Linked DNA regions of Bos taurus: region 2 is linked to region 1. The links are chromatin contacts, called in public Hi-C maps. All regions are on one chromosome and are shown on one strand. The core of a region is the stretch at or near the end of the contact, and the rest is flanking DNA. Distances in the headings are between cores, read along the strand shown.

Region 1 (2,700 bases), core at 38-2,537:
GCACTTGCACGGCCTGCGTGAGAAAGCCCACTCCCAGGGCGATAGTTTGGTCTCACGCCTTAATCGCGACTGGACCCCAGCGGAGGGTCTGGCTCATGGAGGCTATTGGTGAATGGTAAACTGAATAAAAGGAATTCACACACAAGCAGAATGATCACAGGGGAAAACAACGTGTATAAAACGGGAGAGATGCTGGAACCACCTCCCCATTTAGATCACCAGCCTCCGAGAATAGGGACGGCGTTGGCTTCATCTCTGCTCAGCAAAGATCCTTGAATGGACGAGATGGGAGAGTGCAGGGCAGTCACATGGTCCAGGCCTAGCCCGAACTGCAGAGTGCATACTGATATCTGTCACGCCCACGGAAATGAGTGTACTGAGTCCACCGGTCATGTTTCTTCCCTGTGGTGCTCATGTGCCTGTCTGAGGGCACCTCTATGGCTCTGCAGCCTGAGTGCTGGGCCCCACCCGCGTCCATGCCGGGGGCACAGGGGCAGGGCAGGAGAAACTGCACTTCTAACAAGCTCCCAGGTGCTGCTGGTCTGGGAACCACAAGCAGAGACTCTGCTTTAGTGCAATGCGGTCCTAAAGAAACAACAGCAGCCACATAGACAACCTAAAATCTAGCAGCCACAGCTTTAAAAAGTAAAAATAAACAGTGCCAACATATTTTACATAATCCATTCTATTATTCCAACACGTAGTCAATATATAAGGGCTTCCCTGGTGGCTCAGCTGGTAAAGAATCCGCCTGCAATGCCGGAGACCTGGGTTAGATCCCTGGGTTGGGAAGATCCCCTGGAGAAGGGAAAGGCTGCCCACTCCAGTATTCTGGCCTGGAGAATTCCATGGACCCTATAGTCCATGGGGTCGCAAGGAGTTGGACACGACTGAGCGACTTTCACCGACTCACTGTCAATATATAAACATTGTTGAGGTATTTTTCGTGCTCTTTTCCTGCCAACTCTTTAAGATTCAGTGTGCATTTTACACTGAGACCCATCTCAAAACAGACTCGTAAATGCACGGCTCCCACGTGGCCGGCGGCCCCCGACAGCACAGCGCAGGCAGGTACGGGACGAAGGAAGCGGCCCCCGAGAACTACAACTCCCGGCGCGCTCGGGTCGCGGCCAATGACGCACATTTGGCGCGGCGGCGACGGCGACGGCGAGGCAGCCGCAGGAGAACCACATCTCCCGGCGTGCTCCGGGTCACGCCCTGTGACGCACTTCCGGCGCGGCGGCGACAGCGCGCCCCCGGTGGATCGGCGGCGGGGCGAGGGGGACCGCTCGGGCGGGCTGGCGGTGGGGCGAGTGGCGGGCGGCCTGCCCACGGGAGAGCCGGGGGCGGGGCGGCGGCGGCCAGCGAGGGAGCGCGCGGGCGGCCTGGCCCCGCCCCCGGCCCGCCCGCCCTGGTGACCTTCAGGGACCGGGCGGCGGGCGCAGGCCCGAGGCCCTGGCGAAGGCGGCGGCGGCGAGATGTTCGTGCAGGAGGAGAAGATCTTTGCGGGCAAGGTGCTGCGGCTGCACGTCTGCGCGTCCGATGGCGCCGAGTGGTTGGAGGAGGCGACCGAGGACACCTCGGTGGAGAAGCTCAAGGACCGCTGCCTCAAGCACGTAAGGCCGGCCACAGCTCCAGACCTCCCTCCTTCTCCCGCCGCCCCCGACTCCCGCTGGACGCTGGGGCTCCGGACCGGGCGCTTTATCCTCTACCTCCTGGTCTAACTCCCCTCAAGACAGCCCGGGAGGCCGGGGCGCGTCGGGGACGCGGGCTGGGAGAGGCCAAGTCGCCGCCGGAACGGGGCCTCCTGCGGTTCCAGAATCCATCCGTCCGCGCTTGCTGTCGCGGCGAGGTTCCCGGAGCTGGGAGTTAGTGCCCAAGAAGGTAGAGAGAGACCCGCCAGGAGAAGCGCCTTCCCCTGACCTTGCAGAGCCGGCTGCTTGGAGCCGTTTTCTGGGGCTGGCATGGGGGCCGGCGCCTGGCTCTGGCCACTGGTGCGCCCCCGCACCCCCTCACCGTGGTTGGAATCACTTAAAATAGTGTGGCTTGGCCCAACTGGTCCATGCACCCCTTGCTATCCTCGGCCTTTACGTGGATTACGCGGGCAGGTCGGGGAGAGGGCCATTTTTTAAAGTTTGTTGAGGTGAAGCACCGTTTGTAGGTTCCTCAGAGGGCTAGTCTTTGCCTATCTCTTTAAGCTTCTCGACTCTGTAAGGCAGGCCAAGACATCTGTCTGTGTGACTCAGGCTGCCTCAGGAAACTCTATCCTTTGCACGGTCTAGAATCTCCATGTCAGAATTTAGGACAAAGGAGGCCACAGCCTCTCACTGCGTGCCTCGTGTAAAAAGTGTGCCTGTATGCCGTCTACTCACACGTTTGTTCCGGGCCCACCAAGAGGCTAGCCCTGGTCCCTTCTGGTGTGGTCTCCAAGCACAGACTTCCAGCTATTGTTTTAGTGACTCCCGCAAAATGATGTCGGGTCCTTTTGGGAGTACGGTTCTGTGGAGTTGTTCTGTAATTGTCGCAAGCATGCCAGAGAGCATTCTGGTTGCCAGAGTCCCCTTCCGGAAAACCCTGGATGTGAATAGCGTCTTGGTCTCACGTCAGGGAGGAGGGGGATGTGGGCTCACACACTTGGGCAGCTATGTTTTGGCCGTTTCTATTTCTGACGCAGTGACGGGTGATTTCACGATCTAAAAA
Region 2 (2,700 bases), core at 15-2,514, 140 kb before region 1:
TAGAGAGACATCTATCTTATCGTGTGGCCTGTGGTAAGGAAACTGAGCCAGTGGGAGAGGCCGATCCATCAACGAATCTTTGAGCTTTTGAGGTGGAGAAAGGGTATGGTTGAGATTAGTCAGAACCACTAATTCCCACCAAGGGGAGGGGGTGGCCAGGGAAGGGGTGGCACACAGTTGGAGGCGGTCTCCCAGAGGTGGGGATAGTGACTGGGGTTTTAAAGGGTGAATAGGAGCTCACTGGGTGAGGCAGAGGGACAGAAAAAGCTAGTGTGAAGGGACAAGGACAGGAGCAAGGGGGCCTCCTCACAGGGCTGAGGAGGGGGCCTGGACAGGGCGTCTCCAAGGGACAGGGCTGGACCCAGGTCTGGGGAAGAAAACCAGCACCCTGGGTTAGGGTACAAAGCAGGGATCAACTGCAGAGGCCCAGCCACAGAGAAGATGCAGTTTAAGAATCACTTCTTCTCTTCCATCCTCTCCTGCTGCCCCCTGACCTGATCTGGGCCCCTTCCTCCCCTCTCCACCATGACCGCGTCAGACTCTCCTCACCAGCAGAGCGGCAGCTGAAGGGACAGAACCACCATGCGTGTTCCCAGGCACCATGCTCCACCCCTAGGACAGGGCGGGGCGAGGGCTGGCTGGGGTCAGGACGTGCACGCCTGGTGCCGGTGCTGGCAGGTAGGGGCTCCAGCCCTGGAGGGTCAGCCAAGGGGAGGTCAACACCCAACTGTCTTCGGTAAAGGATGCCCGAGGAACTGGCCTCTACTAGAGCAACCGGTGGCAAAAACAACGACCAAGACCAGGACCCCAGGCACTGGGGGTGCAACCAGCTTCTTCCACGTGTGGAAACAGATTCTCCACACCCGACAGAACTCAGGTGTTACTTGCCAACTACATCCAAGGAGCGTTGTTTCCCCTACCCTGACCTCGACCGGATTAAAACACTTAAACACGTCTACACCGACATCCTCTCTCTCCCAGGGTCCCTACATGGGACCTTGACATCTGTGGGTGGTGTCAACCAGTCCGTCCTGACTCCCTACATTTGGGGACCTTGGGTGGTGTCCCCACTCCGCTCCAGACTCGCCAGACGGCCAACACGCAGGGCCGGGACCGACACCAGCAGCACCACGACCGAGGGCTCTTTACAGACCGCAAGACCGTCACTGACCCAAGGGCGCGCTCCTGCGCACTGCCCACAGCCTGGGGCACAGAGGCGCATGCGCAGAGGAGCTGCTGGGGGAGGGGGGGGCGCCGATGCGCAGATCCCCTATCTGCGCATGCGCAGGACGGGCCGAGGCGCAGACCGGGTACCTGGGGCGGTGTTGTCCGGGGGTACGTCACGGGCCGCGCGTCGGGCGCATACGCACGCACGCACGCACGCACGCTCAGGGGGCAAGCGCCGAGTTCCGGGCGCCCGGGGTCGACGCCGAAAAGGGGGAAGGGAGGCGCTGTCCGTTTCGGCCGGGCGGAGCGGGGGCGGGGGCGGCGGGGGCGGTGTGAGGAAAGTCCTACGGTGGCCGCAGAGGGACGGCGCTACGGCTCCCACGCGGGGCCAAACGCCGCCGGCCGCCGGGCGCGGGAGCCCCTGTCCCTTCGGGGCGGCCCCGGGCCGGGACGCTTGAGGGTCCGGGCCGCGCCGTCGGCACCATGCGGCCGCCCAACTCCTGGAGCCCCGAGGGACAGGGGGGCTCGCGGCTCGGGACGCCGGCGCGGAGAGGGCACCCGGTGAGCAGGCGGGGGTGCCCGGGCGGGGCGGGGCGGGGTGGGGCGGGGGCGGCTCCCAGGGGCGCCATGGGTCGGCCCCGCCTCTGGGGGTCGAGGGCCTAGCACTCAGCGGGCGGGGGTTGGGGAGACGCGTGGGTGTCGCCCCGGCCCCCCACCTGGAAGCCCGTGGCGCAGACCCGTTGCCCGCGGGCAGATGGACAACGGGAGGATGGCTAGCAGCCCGCACCCGGCTACGACCCCGCAGGAGCACCGACGTCTAAGTGCCATCAGATGCTGTCAGACCTGGTTCTGGCTGCAGCCTGCGGGCAGGGCTGGGCCTGTGAGCAGGGGAGGGTGGACGCGCCCGGCCTCCCCTTTCCTCCCGCTCTGGCCAGAGCAGCACGTGGGCGGCCGGAGAGGGAGCTAGCTAGCACGAGCCCCTCTGCAGGCCCCCAGGCTGCACGCCACGTGACGGGAGGCCGATGCCCTAGGCAGCGCCTCCCCCGGGCCTGTCGTCAACTTGCCGCTCCGATTTTACGCATCCTGTACTTCCAGTTCTGTGTTTTCCAGACACGACCCAGGCACAGCTATAAACGGTAGTTGCTAGGCAAAGCCAGAGAGCCACTTGCTATTTTCTCCTCTCTGGTGGTCCAGTCCCATGACCTGCGATGACACCACTGGCCAGCCCTGGGCTGCCATCTCCTCCTCTGCCAGGCATGGGCAGCCTTTGCCCAGTAATGCTTGCTTCCTACAGCACCCCTGGGAGCCCAGTGCTGCTGGCATCCCCATGGTGCAGAGCAGGAATGGTCTCAGAGGGTGAAGTGACCTGCCCAAGGTTACTCTCCTAGTGAAGGACAGCACCGGGGTTCAGGCGCCGCAGGGGGAGCCCAGAGCCCTGCGCCAGCTGCCTGATCCCCAGCGCTTGGCCTGTCAAGTTGCTAAAGAGAGTGACCCGGTCAGCTCAGTGGGCACCCTCTCCCTCTTCCTGTCCTG

The links. A called contact is a pair of places that touch in the nucleus more often than the background predicts.
Region 2: a Hi-C map of skeletal muscle shows a contact between it and region 1, with 10 times the contacts expected there. The contact joins the promoter of TMEM250 here to the promoter of UBAC1 in region 1. A contact is called at or near these places in 4 of 11 Hi-C or Micro-C datasets (blastocyst, liver, skeletal muscle and 1 more).

Annotation. Positions count from the first base shown.
Region 1 is chr11:103,480,468-103,483,167 of ARS-UCD2.0, reverse strand. UBAC1 (UBA domain containing 1) reads left to right here and starts at 1,287. Exons shown (of 11, transcript NM_001076281.1): 1 at 1,287-1,327; 2 at 1,394-1,616. The coding sequence starts at 1,479.
Region 2 is chr11:103,617,203-103,619,902 of ARS-UCD2.0, reverse strand. TMEM250 (transmembrane protein 250) reads left to right here and starts at 1,264. Exons shown (of 2, transcript XM_002691657.6): 1 at 1,264-1,335.